2 separate regions of the Ovis aries genome follow, and region 2 is linked to region 1. A link is a contact called in public Hi-C data. All regions are on one chromosome and are shown on one strand. Each heading gives the region's core, a stretch centred on a gene start, on an enhancer-like site or on the middle of the called end of the contact. The rest is flanking DNA. Distances are from core to core; before and after follow the strand shown. Region 1 overlaps HHIPL2 (HHIP like 2). Region 2 holds the start of MIA3 (MIA SH3 domain ER export factor 3).

The links. A called contact is a pair of places that touch in the nucleus more often than the background predicts.
Region 2: a Hi-C map of liver shows a contact between it and region 1, with 4 times the contacts expected there. The contact joins the promoter of MIA3 here to the enhancer-like site in region 1. A contact is called at or near these places in 5 of 16 Hi-C or Micro-C datasets (liver, mesenteric adipose tissue, omental adipose tissue and 1 more).

Annotation. Positions count from the first base shown.
Region 1 is chr12:25,255,305-25,262,175 of ARS-UI_Ramb_v3.0, forward strand. HHIPL2 (HHIP like 2) reads right to left here. Exons shown (of 9, transcript XM_012187078.4): 6 at 4,712-4,857. Among named protein-coding and RNA genes, the nearest start is that of TRNAT-UGU, 14 kb to the left of the region's middle. Within about 2 kb of position 4,072, at least 3 of the 54 cell types and tissues checked have an H3K27ac peak or open chromatin away from gene starts, as enhancers often do. A contact at or near this core is called in liver, where this site is marked.
Region 2 is chr12:25,331,456-25,338,326 of ARS-UI_Ramb_v3.0, forward strand. It overlaps MIA3 (MIA SH3 domain ER export factor 3), which reads left to right and starts at 2,995. Exons shown (of 28, transcript XM_042257095.2): 1 at 2,995-3,152; 2 at 6,013-6,146. The coding sequence starts at 3,020.

The sequences.
Region 1 (6,871 bases), core at 2,822-5,321:
GTCTTTTCCAATGAGTCGGCTCTTTGCATCACGTGGCCAAAGTATTGGAGCTTCAGCATCAGTCCTTCCAGTGAATATTCAGGGTTGATTTCCTTTAGGATTGATTGGTTTGATCTCCTTGCAGTCCAACAGACTACTTGTTACCCCTTCTTTAGGGCTTCCCTGATAACTCAGTTGGTAAAGAATCCGCCCACAATGCGGGAGGGCTGGGTTCGATCCCTGGGTTGTGAAGATCCCCTGGAGAAGGGAAAGGCTACCCACTCCAGCATTCTGGCCTGCAGAATTCCATGGACCGCATAGTCCATGGGGTCGCAAAGAGTCGGACACCACTGAGCGACTTTTACTCACCCCTTCTTTAGTGCATTAGTCCCTGCTGCCTGCCCCCCACTTCACTCTGTCCTCCAGCTCTACCTTCTTCAGTCCTGGCTTCCTTATTTCCCATGATTTTCCCCTCACTCCTCAGTCCCTAAACTTGGTCTTCTCGACACCCCGAAGAAATCACCTCCACCCACTCTTCCCTTCGTCTCTTTCACAAGGGCCCCTGTTTCCTCCCATTTTCTCCTATTTGAACTCCAAAACACACCATTCCCTTCTCATAGCAGGTACCTCATTCCACCTCGTATCACAGTTTCCTATGAGAGACAGTGAAGGGTTTATGAGCCCAACTTCAGCTAGATAAATCTGAGTCTGAATTCTGATAACACTCGTTACCATCTGTGTTGTCCTGGGCAACTTCTCCACCTGGGTAACCCTCGTGTTATTTATTCTTTGTAAAAGAGAGATAAGAATACCTCCCCTGATTATTAGGTATTGAGTGAGAAAGTGTTCAATCATCGGCAGTTCCTCTTACTTCCTTATGCCTCTGTTCACTGTGATAGCTTTTTGAGCTTGGCACAATCTCTGTCCTACCACCCTGGATTTAATACTTTTGCTTGTGTGCTTCATGCAAGCCCTCTCGATTTATGGAAGGAAACATCTTACCAAGGTACACACTGGAAAAGCCTAGAGCTTTAAACGGCTCTGGGCTATTTAAACAATCTTCTTCCTTGAATTTGTGGTGAACAGTGACTAATATTTGTTTGAGCCCAAGTGTGAGGCTAATGTTCTTTGCAGAGCCCCGCACAAAATGTAACAGCTGCCTAATAGACTGGTTTTGTGGACTGACCCTATAATCTTCCCCTTGTAAGGGGCAGTGAGGGTGGGGATCTGAAGAGTTAGGACAAACCCTTGCCTAGAGCCAGTTGGCCCCCTGATTAGAAAACATCACCTCATCCGAGGTGATGCTGACATGAGATAAATGAGTTGTCTACCAACATGTACACAGGTCACCCTTGGGCACAGGTCCCTCTAAACCATGCAATTTCTGGTCTAAAAGAATTGGAAACCCTGTGTTGCTGCATATTCCCTACACATGACTATAGTTTATGTAAATTATATATCCTAAATATGCCATAGTCTTCCCATCGTATTTTTAGAAGACAATGCTAGGCGTGAATTTCATCTATAGGGTCTAACTGACATTTTTAAAGCGTTTTTGTTTAGTCGTTAAGTCGTGTCTGACTCTTTTGTGACCCCATGAACTGTAGTCTGCCAGGCTCCTACATCCATGGGATTTTCCTAGCAAGAACAGTGGAATGAGTTGCCATTTCCTCCTCCAAGGGGGATCTTTCCCACCCAGGAACTGAACCCATGTTTTCTGCATTGGCAGGCCGATTCTTTACCACTGAGCCACTTGGGAAGCCCCTTTAGAACTATATTTTAGGGTAAGAACAACAAACCAAAAAACTGTAGCAGGCTATAAAGCAAAACATACGCAATATGACTTTACTGCAATCATTATGACCTCAGCCAGCCCTCTCGGGAATGTGCTTCAGTGACTGACATTCAGAAACCCAACCCATCAGAACTCAGCCATGCAGCCCCACGCCCACCATCCACTCCATCTACTCACTCGTTGATTTGTGCCAGCTGTCGGCTGGAAGAGTCAGGAAATAACTGTAGCAACAGTGACGGCAGAGCTCTGGTGCAACTAAAATGGGGCTTATCACACTCGGTTCTAAATATGTCAATAATGGGGAAGACTATGACACACGCAGAAAATCTGAATCGCTGTGCAAAAACAAAAGAATGTGACTCTGAAGGAAATAACTTGCCTCAGGAACAGCCACCCTGGTTTTAGGGCTGCCCTTGGGCAAAGTCTGGCTTGGGAACACCTTGGCAAGTCCACTCCGTCAAATTCAGCCAAGGACACTTTTGTTTGCCAGATGTACTGAGTGGCGCTCAAAAACTGCCTTGTTTTCTCCTGCAAGAAGTCTACAGGCTAAACAAACCAAGCCACCAAAACCTGGCTTTTCTGTGGCCTCCTGAAAAGGAACAAGCCACAGAACGTGGCAGCCCAGGGACCCCGGGCAGGCTGCCCCCAGGGGTCTCCAGGCTCTGGGGGCTCCAGCTTCCTTGGGGCACCAGCAGGGGAGAGGCCCCACCATGGCCTGTGGCTGACATCCATTTACATCATCCACTTTCCACTGAACGTGCCAGCCTGTGGTTTCTCCCCTTTTTCGTACGTTTGGACTTCCAATTTGGAACTTACAAAAACTTTTCTCTATTAAGAATCCTTAAATTTTCCAAAATATCATCTGCTTCTATAAAATATTCATCTGAAACTATCTATTCACCAGCTATTTGAGGACTTCTCTGGCAGTCCAGTGGTTAAGACCCCTCACTTCCAATGTAGGGGGTGCAGGTTTGATCCCTGGCCAGAGAACTAAAATCCCATATGCCATATGACATGGACAAAAATAAATTTTTTAATTAATAATAATAAAAAAACATAAGCTAGCTGAGAGGAAGGGTGCAGCTGCCGACTGGCTTTCTTTATGTCCCATTCAAGTGAAGCTTTTGTACAGCCACCCTTGGGTCAGAGTGGAAAGAAACCAAACATTGAAGAAACCATTAAGGCTCTGGCTAACACTTGTAGAGAGTCCTGTGTCTGGAAGGGACCCCTAAGAGATCATTTTGTTCTCTTCCGTGCCTCAGAGCATGGCTAGATGCAATTTCAAATACTGGAAGGATCACAGGCCTTGTCACCACTTATGTAAACAAAATAAACCTTTAACTTTCAAAATGACACATAACTTATATAAAGCTCAAATTAAAACGTCATTTTCTGAGTTCACAATTTGAGGATATTTATTTTCTCACTGTTTGTTGTGTATGGGGATTTTTTGTTTCCTTTTGTTTTGTTTTTAGCTTTTTATTTTATATTGGTGTTGAGCCAATTAGTAGTATTGATAGTTTCAGGTGAACAGCAAGGGACTCAGCCATGCATATACATGCATGTATTCTCCGCTAAGCTCCCTCCCATCCAGGCTGCCACACTGAGCAGGGTTCCCTGTGCTAAACAGAAGGTCCTTGTTGGTTATCCATTTTATTTTATATCTTTTAAAATGGGAATATAATTGCTTTACAATGTTGTGTTAGTTTCTGCTGTACAGCAATGTGAGTCAGCTCTGAAAGTGAAAGTGTTGGTCGCCTAGTCAGGTCCAACTGTTTGCAACCCCATGGACTGTAGCCCACCAGGCTCCTCTGTCCATGGAATTCTCCAAGCAAGAGTACGTTGCCATTTCCTTCTCCAGGAGAGCTTCTTGATCCAGGAGTCGAACTTGGATCTCCCACATTACAGGTAGATTCTTCAATGTCTGAGCCACCAGGGAAGCTGTGAATCAGCTATAAGTATATATATATATAGAGAGAGAGAGAGTGGATATTTATTAAAGCTAAATCCCTGTCTCTTTCCTTCACCTCTCTCTCTCATATGTGCACAAATGCCTTGCTCTGCTGATGCCCTTAACATACGCCTAATGGCTCTAGTGTGTAGCTGTCTACCCTTTTCCCAGGTCTCTCAAGAAAGAAATTCTCCCTTGTTCATTCACAGAAGTTGCCTAACAAACTCTGGGCAGGATCAGGAAGAGCCCAGCCCAACCAGTGGCTGATCATCAGAGGTACTTTCTCCCAGGCAACAGCGGCAGGATAAATACTCACTGTTGGCTCTGTCTACGTTTGTGTAATCACAGATCAGAACAGAATTAGGGAGGAAGCGCACATGCACCTCCTTCACAGCCAAAGGACTGGACAGACTACAGTGCAGACCTTGGTCTATCTGCACAGTGAGCTGTACAGCCAACCAAGAAGGGGTAAGTTGGCATAGTCAGCCTGTTTCCTCACTGGTGAAATATACAAAATAATTACATTATGAGGGTGTCATGATTACTAAATAAGATTTTAAAATGTGAAGTGCCTAGAACAGTATCCAGTTCATTATAAAAGGTGGCCGATAGTGAAAATAGAAGAAGTGGTAGTTTCTATTTAAATAATAAGAGTAATAATAACAACAGCAATGATAATTATTATATAAATGTTTGAGGCTTCCCAGGTGGCTCAGTGGTAAAGAATCCACCTGCCGAGGAGGAGACGCAAGTTTGACCTCTGGGTCAGGAACATCCCCTGGACAAGGAAATGATGGCCCACTCCTGTATTCTTGCCTGGGAGGTCTCATGGACAGAGGAGCCTGGTGAGCTACAGTCCATGGGGTTGCAAACCAACTGAACATGACTTAGCGACCAAACCTCAAGATAAAATGTTCAGTTCACAATGCCTGTGATTACCTAAGATCCAGTGACCAGCAATACAATACACAGTTAACATTTGTTACCTGCTTCATCTTCAGCAAAGGAGATGATGAACTTGCTGTGTGTGCTGATCAGCCCTGGGAAGGCACAGGACTCTGTGCTGCCCAGGCAAATGTCCTGTTTCTTCCATTTCTTGGTTTTTCTATCTTCCTGCAAAGCCATAAGTCGACTAGATGAAAAGCAAAACCTTATATTTTAGGAATCCATATCTCTACCCGGCAGGATATTTTTTTTTCCTCCTAGAATCTGGGAATCCTGGCATACTAGGACTGAGTCTCCCATAGGAGATCAATAACTAACCTCCCTTAGGAATCAGAAAAGCTGCTTCAGAGATATTCCTGACACCATCTTGCCCTAGATGGGGAAGTTCATTTGCTATTATAAGAGGAGTTTGGTGTCCTGTGAAGGTTGTACCACCACAAAAGACTAATTTTTATTAGCTGGCTAGTTGCTCATCCTCTCTAAGCCTCAGTTTTCTCATCTATAAAATGGTGGATAGTAAGAGAATTTACCATAGGCAAGAATTGTTAAGGTTAAATAAGATAATATATGTAAATATTCATATATTACCAATGTGCTTAGCATATAGTAAGGACTCAAAACAAATAGCTATTATTATTATTATGTCTGTAGAGTAGCAGATGTTACTTTGTATTCCACTATCCATCTATCTGAACTAAAAGAAGGTTTTTAGAAGAAAAGGGAGAGAAAATTGGGTAACCAGGGGTATCAGCTGAAAAGTTTTACAGAAACAGAGATGCTCAACCCACGGTAATTCTAGTGCATATGATTCAATTAAAAATCACTACATATCTGTTATGTGTGGGGGTGAAATGGTGGGTAGAGGTTATGGGAAAAACATAAAGAACAATTAAATCCCAAAGATCTGACAAATTCCTTGACAGGCAGACTACAAAGACTCACTCAGAAAGAAATAAGCTGAGTAGCCTGTGTCTGGAGATGGAAATGGCAACCCACTGCAATATCCTTGCCTGGGAAATCCCATGGACAGAGGAGCCTGGCAGGCTACAGTTCATTGGTCAAAAAGAGTCAGACACGAGTTAGCATCTAAACAACAACAAGCCTATATCTATTTTAAAAAATGAATTTGTATTTAAAAGTCTCCACAAGGAACACTTCAGAGGACTTCTGGTTTCCGGTCCAGCATGTAAGAAGCTTGGAGGTTGGTACACCACCCTAAAATAAGCAAAAGACTGAAACATCAACAACTATTCTTAGATTCATAAGAGAAGCGAGGTCATAGGGAACACCACTGCCCCCAACACTGGAGAGACAAGCAGGCAGATACAGAGAATCACAACTTACAGAAAACCACAAGCACAAACCTTCACAGGTATCAGTCCTGGGGCTGGAAAACCTAAACTGTAATTGACAAATTGCTAGACATTCCATATGGGCAAAGCGTGAGTTAAACAGAGGTGGCCAGCCATCCAGAGTCCCCACACTTTGGTGAGTTTTACCTCCAGGAGCTTGACCAGTTTCCCAAAATAAATATCAGGAAAAATTTGCTTGTGCTTCCAGCAGAAGGAGGGGGAAAGGAATCATTTTGAAATACATCAGCACTTTCTGTTTCTGTTAACAAATGTCTGTCCTCAGGGGAAACTACCAGAGACTAACCTTCCAGGATTTTATCAGAACCTCACAGACCTGGGGAAAGGAAGTACCTAACTCTATCCAACTCTAGCCGTCCTGTCCCACCTAAATGTGTATGGAGGCAGGAGGGCTTCTGAGAAATGCTGATGAAGTTCACAGTCCAGAGGCACAGGCTCACTAAAAACTCAGACCTAATCATAAGACTAGAACACTTCCTCTCCCTCACACATCACCACCACTTTGCTAAACACCAATTTACAGCAGTTTCTCTTACCCAGTGCATCATATCTGGCAATCAGGAAAAAAAATTACAAGGCAAAAAAACATACTTTGAAGAGACAGAACAAGCATCACAACCAGATTTGGATGTGGCATGGGATGTTGGAATTATTAGATTCAGAATTTAAAACAACTATGATTCACATGCTAAGGGCTCTAAGGATAAAGCAGACAGCATGCAAGAACAATGTAAGCAGAGATAAGGAAACTCTAAGGAAGAATCAGAAAGAAATGCTAGAGATCAAAAACACCATAATTTAAAAAAAAAAAAAAACACTTTGACAGGCTTA
Region 2 (6,871 bases), core at 1,745-4,244, 75 kb after region 1:
GCCAGGAGAAAGTGCTGGGAAGTGGGAGTAAAAGGGATGAGCAGGGTCAGATCAAAGAAGGCAGTGCAGACCATAATAAAGTCACTGTGTTGTACTTGGAAGTGGAAAGCCAGAGGAAGATTTTGAGCAGAGGAGAGACATGACCACATCTATATCATCAAATGATCGCTCTGACTGCTACTCAGACAATAGACTTTGGGAGAGCAGGGCAGAAGCAGGGAGAAGAGTAAGGAGGCTATTGCAGTCTTTAAGGTGAGAGATGACAGTGGCTTGGCCTGCAGTGTTAACATAGGAGGTGGTCAGATTCTGGGCATCTTTCAAATGCTTATGCTAAGTGAAAGAAGTCAGACAAAAAAAAAAAAAAAAACAACCCCATAATGTATCATCCCATTTATATCAAATTCTAGAAACGAAAAATCAATCTAGAGTAACACTGCCTGTCTGGAGACAGGCAGGAGAGGGGAGGGAGGGATGGCAAGTGAGCATGAGGACTCTCTTCAGGGGGATGGATATGTTTATTACCTTGATTGCAGTGGTGGTCTCAGGAGTGTATACATGTCAAAACTTATCCAGTTGTAGATTCTGTATGCATGTGTATGCTAAGTTGCAAACTTAGCATGTCAAACTCTTTGCAACCCCATGGACTATAGCTCACCAGGCTTCTCTGTCCATGGGATTCTCCAGGCAATAATACTGGAGTGGGTTGCCATGCCCTCTTCCAGGGGTTCTTCCTGACCCAGGGATTGAACCCGAGTCTCGTATGTCTCTTGCTTTGGCAGGCAGGTTCTTTACCACTAGGGCTACATGGCAAGCCCCAGTTGTACACTTTACATATGTGCAATTTACTGTATGTCAGTTATACCTCAAACAGGTTTCCCTGGTGGCTGAGATGGCAAAGAATCTGCCTGCAATGCAGGTGACTCAGGTTCTGTCCGTGGGTCAGCAAGATCTCCTGGAGAAGGGAATGGCAACCCACTCCAGTATTCTTGCCTAGAGAATTCCATGGACAGAGGAGCCTGGAAGGTTAGAGTCTGTGGGGTTGCAAAGAGTTGGACACAACTGAGTAAATCTCTGCCTGTCTGTCTATACCTCAATAAAGTAATTCAAATAAAGGGTGCCCAGGATTATCTGATGGATTGGACTTGGGGTATGAGACAAAGAGGAGTCAGAATAGTTTGTAAGTTTTTGACTTGAACATCTGGAAAATGGAATTAAATGACCAGTTGTTGAGATAGGGAATATTGAAAGGAGCATGGCTTGAGAGAGAAAAGAAGTTTGGGTTTCAACATATTAAGTTGGGGATGCCTAATAAACAAATCTAAGATTCTAAAGCAAAGAAACACATAGTAGAAAAGAAATGAAGAACTCCTAATGACAATACTATTTCCACAGTTACCTAATCTGTTGTATAGTCTCTCCAGACAGCATGGGAACAATACTGGACCAGTGGGACATCTTATGGCCCCTGTAGATAAACAACTGTGAACTCTTTCTCGTCTTTTTCTTTATCCAACATTATGGTTTGCATAGATGGACCACATTCTTTCCCCTTGCTTTTAAGGAATCCAGTCAGTTTGGGAAACTAATTAATGGGTTTGATTGGCATTTGGGGTTGGTTGATGATTAGCCTTGGCAGAGACTATAGAGAGAAGCCCCTGGCCATAGACAAATGCAATATCTTCATCTTGAAAATGAAGGCAGTAATAGGACCTACTATTATTGTGAAGATTAAACACATTGATACCTATAAGGACTTTAGAATACCACCTGGACATAAAGAAAACACTCAACAAATGGTAGCCGCTATTAACTAGCTTTTCCTTCCTAACAACTTTGGCTCCTTGTCGTTTTGATGTGAGTTGGTTTCTCCTGAATTGTGGGCTTCTTTAGACAAAGGCCTGATATCTTGTCTGTTGATCTACATGTTTGCCTTCACCACACTAGTGTTTTGTCCAGCGTCTGGCCTAAAATGGTAGCATAAAATGGAATTTCTACATATTGGCATTGAATTAAATTATTCTCCCCTTCTGGATAAGAGCTTCTCTGCTGGCTCAGACGGTAAAGAATCTGCCTGCAATGTAGAAGACCCTGGTTCTGTCCCTCAGCGGGGAAGATCCCCTGGAGAAGGGAATGGCTACCTACTCCAGCATTCTTGCCTTGACAGTATCCTTCTTGGACAGAGGAGGCTGGCGGGCTACATTCTATGGGGTCGTAAAGAATCGGACACGACTGAGCGACTAACACTTTCAATTTCTTATGGATGAACCCCCCAGAATCTGAAGATCTAAGCATGGGGACCCATTGCCCACCTCCATCCCTCAGGGCTAGGGGACGAGGGGTGCAGAAAAAGGCCAAGCAGGCCACAGGCTCTAATGTACATCACCGACCCATCATTCTGCTGACCCCTCCTTTTCCCATAAGGAGATCACAGGATGGGGATGCTCCCCCAAACTCCTGGGAGTCGGAAGAGGGAATCTCGAACTGGAGACTAGCAGTGGAAAATCGTGGGTGGGATTTGGTAGTTAGGAAAAAGAAGTATCAAACCACGAAGGGGAGGTGAGGATGAGCCAGACTGAGAAGGACCAGAAATCGGGAGCTGCAAGAAAGGGGTCAGAGAAGACCTGCTGTTGGGATGGCGCGGGGTGGGGGGTGCAAGGTGGAAGAGCAGAGTGAGCGAGGAATGGAGTCTCGCGGAGGGTCGGCGACGCAGGGACCGAGGCAAAGGCTCGCGATTGGACGAGGAAGAAGAGAGAGTCCCGGTTGCCAAGGCAGCCACCCGACGAGGAGGCCTCGGCAAGGAGGTGGGAGCGCGCGTCCTCCTCCTCCGGGACCCCCGCGGTCCCCTCCCCGAGGCCGCGCTGACGTGTCGGTGGCGGCCTCACAGGCCGGGGCGGGCGCCGCCCCTCCCGCCGCCGCGCGTCCGCCGCCCGCGCGCCCCGCCCCGCGGCCCGTGCTCCGCCCGCCGGCGCCCGCCCCGGCCGCGTCCTCCGCGTCAGCGGCTCCGCGGGGCGACCACAACATGGCTGCGGCGCCGGCGCTGCTCTTCTGGCTGCTCCTGCTCGGGCCGCCTCGGCGGGTGCCGGGCCAGCCGGAGCAGGGCCCCGGCCGGCGCTTCTCGCAGCTCAAGCTCTGCGCGGACCAAGAATGCAGCAGTGAGTGCCGGGAGGGCGGCGGCGGCGCCCGGGCATCGCGGGGGCGGGAGCGCGGCCGCCCCGCAAGCCGACCCGGGGGGCGCAGGCCGGGAGGGCGGAGCGCCGGCGGCGGGGGAGGGCGACCTCCGGGTCCCGGCGGCTGCCCCTCCCGCTCTCCGGGCGCCCGGGCCAGCCGGCCTCGGCGGTGGGGGGGGGCGGGGGTCTCTGCCTCCCACTTGTTGCCAGCCTTTCATTTTTCCTTCGCGGACGGAGGCGGGGGATGGTGTGAGGGGTTCGGAGGTGGCCCCCGGTTTCCCCGGGGGCCGCTCGCAACGTCCCCTCCGCCGGCTCGCCCCGGCTCCGAGGGGAGATGGGGTTGCGCGCCGCGCGCCCCGGGCTCCGCGCGCTGCCGGCGAGCGCTTTCCTGCCCCCGTCGCCGGGTCCTCGCTGGGTGCAGTCCGGGGGCGGATGCGCCGGGACTCGGTGGGCGGCTTCCCTGCCGCAGGTTGCTAGGGCTGGGAAAAACCTCCCTGGCGCAGCCCCTTCGCCCCTCTGCTTCAGTCACAGTCGGGGCTCGGACCGCCTTTTCAGCAGGGATTGGAGTTGAGGTTTGGGACGAGCCCGGAGTCCAGGCATGCTGTGTGTTCCAAGGTCTCCTCCCCGGCTCTTCCTCAGTCCTGTCATTTCTGTGCTTGGAAGGCTCCCGCAAATAGCCCGGAAGGAAGGGCATCGGGAAGGCCAAAATCTGTCTCTCGAAAGAGGACGAGACTCAGCGTCGGCCACCTGGTACCAGTCGTCTCTAATGCGCAGGAAGCGGAATTGTTCCCTAACCGCGAATTCGCGGTGGGCTGGTGATAGTGAGAAGGGCAGAGATCCCCAGACTCAGATGAAGAAGATTGTTAAAGTGAAAATAATAAATACCCCAGGGGTTTTATAAATCCAAGCCAGCTTGAGCCTTGATCAGTTACATTGTTGGGCTCTCTTCCTGTGTGTTTGCCTTGGGCCCCTATCATCGTCGTGGTCTCAAATAACCTTGTAACTTACTGACAACCATTTCACACAAGGTTGTTCATGTGTTGTAATCAGTGCATATAGAAAAACATTCCTTCTGAGGCCAAAGCCTACAGTTTAGCTATTTAGATTGAAATCAGTGTTATTCAAAAACAAATTTCACAATCGGAAGAACCGAAGCACTGCCACATCATTAGGGGAAAGAAAGGAGGCAGTCTTGGATCTGTTTAAGCCATTCCTAGAGGTAACCCTAAGACTGATGTAAATAAATGTTACAAAAGTGGAGCAACTTCCATCAGTTTTTCCTGCAGTTTTCTCAGAGTAAGTCCAGGTTATTAGCAAGCAGTGTTGGATATGGCCAGTGTTGGCTATGCTTTGCTTTCAAACACTGTCTTGCCTGGGTACCTCAAAACCAGTCATCTGGAAAATTATAACATCTCTAATGCTTCGTCAGTATGGAGACATGGTGTTAGAAGGGCCCATGGGTGTCACATAATTGGAGAATGGCATGTGTCCAACAAGTGTAGCCAAAGGCAATAGCCAGCAGCTAGAGCAGGCCTGGGTCCCGTGTTGTTTTACATAAAGTGTTTGTTTAGTGAGGTGTGTCCATGTTAGCTGTCCTTGTGTGCCTTTCAGATAGCTGCCCCACAGAGTGCATTATGTTGTCATCTGATTTATTATTATACCTCTGCAGTGATCTTCCTCTTTCCAATTCTGATAGGATCCCCAGTCTCTATCAATTTAAAAATTGTCCATCACCTTCAACTTTGCCTCTCACCTAATTATATCTGAATTAGAATGCTGACATGTATTAAAATAATCAGCTTCAAAGTCCAAATAACCCCCTTTAAATCTGTGTTTGTCCCTCAAATATGTATGTAAATATACATCTTAAGGTACTTATTGCCAGTTGGCTTTTAGAACAAGTGTTATTTCCGTTTCATCCTTCCCTTTCTCTGCTATTTAATTGCATTTGTTATCTCATTTGACGAAGTGTGAATTTGGCCAACAAAAAGAAAAATACCGCTTCTATCAATTTCTAGATCGAATATAGTTTAAGTCCTGCATGTTAAGACTGAAGGTAACTACTGGACAGTTCTCATGGTTTTGCTTGTCCCTGCTACCTACCATTTTGCTTATAGAAACAAAGCCTGTTTGCCCACTTTTGATTTTGTTTATAGAAATAAACCTCCTTAATGTTGGATATATTCAACATTATATGATTTCAGAAGATATTATCTTATGTGATTGGATCCATAATTGGGTATGATATCCTCTCTCATTAATTTATCCAGATACTGACAGAGCAGCTTGACTGCAAGTGAAGTGGAAGGTGTTTACTGTTACACAGTAGCAGTTACAACCACTTAAAGATAGGGCCTTTTAGTGGTTAGTTCAAGTTAATTGACCTCTTGGGGGTTCTTGGGTGCTCTCCCCAGTTACCTGTTACCACTGCATGTAGTCATGCTCACACTAGTCGCATCTGTGCTTGAATTTACCCAACTGCAAAATGAAGCTTTTTATAATTATGAAACAGCAAAGACTGAAAGCTAGGTGATTAGAGAGGGAACCAAGAGTTTCACTTGAGACCAGCCCTGTGTGGCAGTGGACGCATTGCTTTTTGTTTGCATTATCCATAGAGAAAAACGCGTTGAGTTTACCTCTTTCCTGCCTACTTGCAGGGGGATGTCCTGATTTATAACGATACAGCTCTATAGATGCTCTGAGCATATGAGTTGAGGCTGATTGGTTTCAGAGAGTAATGGAGAAGCTTGATTGTTGTTTACAGTGGATTGTTATGTTTCCTGATAAATCAATATTTGAAAGTTGAGTCCTGATACCCGCTTTTTTCCCCCCTCTTTCTATACAGTGCTAATGTACCGGGGTGAGGCTCTAGAAGATTTTACAGGCCCGGATTGTCGTTTTGTGAATTTTAAAAAAGGAGACTCTGTATATGTCTACTATAAACTGGCAGGGGGATCGCCTGAAGTTTGGGCTGGAAGTGTAAGTAAAAATTTGACATAATTTTCTGCCTTTTTATTGACTTGTTTAGCTGTAGTTTTTTTTTTTTTTTTTTAGCTGTAGATTTAAATAGCTACAGTTTCTTGGGGTCTTTGATGGAGTTAACTTGTCCCCTCTGCTTGACTGTGGAAAAAGGGGCTTGTTCTGTGTCCCCTGCTGGCATCAGGCCTGGTGCAGAAGAGGGTCTCCAACAGAAGTGAACTGCTTCCAGATGCTGCTCCTCAGAGTCAGGCCTTACCAGCCACAAGTGCTCCATACATAGCAAATAAGGACGTGGTGTGTATATATATACACAGTATTCAGTTCAGTTCAGTTAGGTTCAGTCGCTCAGTCGTGTCCGACTCTTTGTAACTCGTGGATTGCAGCTCGCCGGGCCTCCCTGTCCATCGCCAACTCCTGGAGTTTACTCAAACTCATGTCCATTGAGTCACAATAGAGTATTATTCATTCATAAAAAGACTGCAGTCTTGCTATTTGCAACGTGGGTGGATTGGAGGGTGTCGTGTTAGTGAAATAAAGTGAAAGTGAAGTCGCTCAGTCGTGTCCAACTCTTCTTGACCCCATGGACTATATCCTACCAGGCTCCTCTGTCCATGGAATTTTCCAGGCAAGAGTACTGGAGTGGGTTGCCATTTCCTTCTCCAGGGGATCTTCCCGACGCAGGGATTGAACCTGGGTCTCCCACACTGCAGGCAGATGCTTTACCC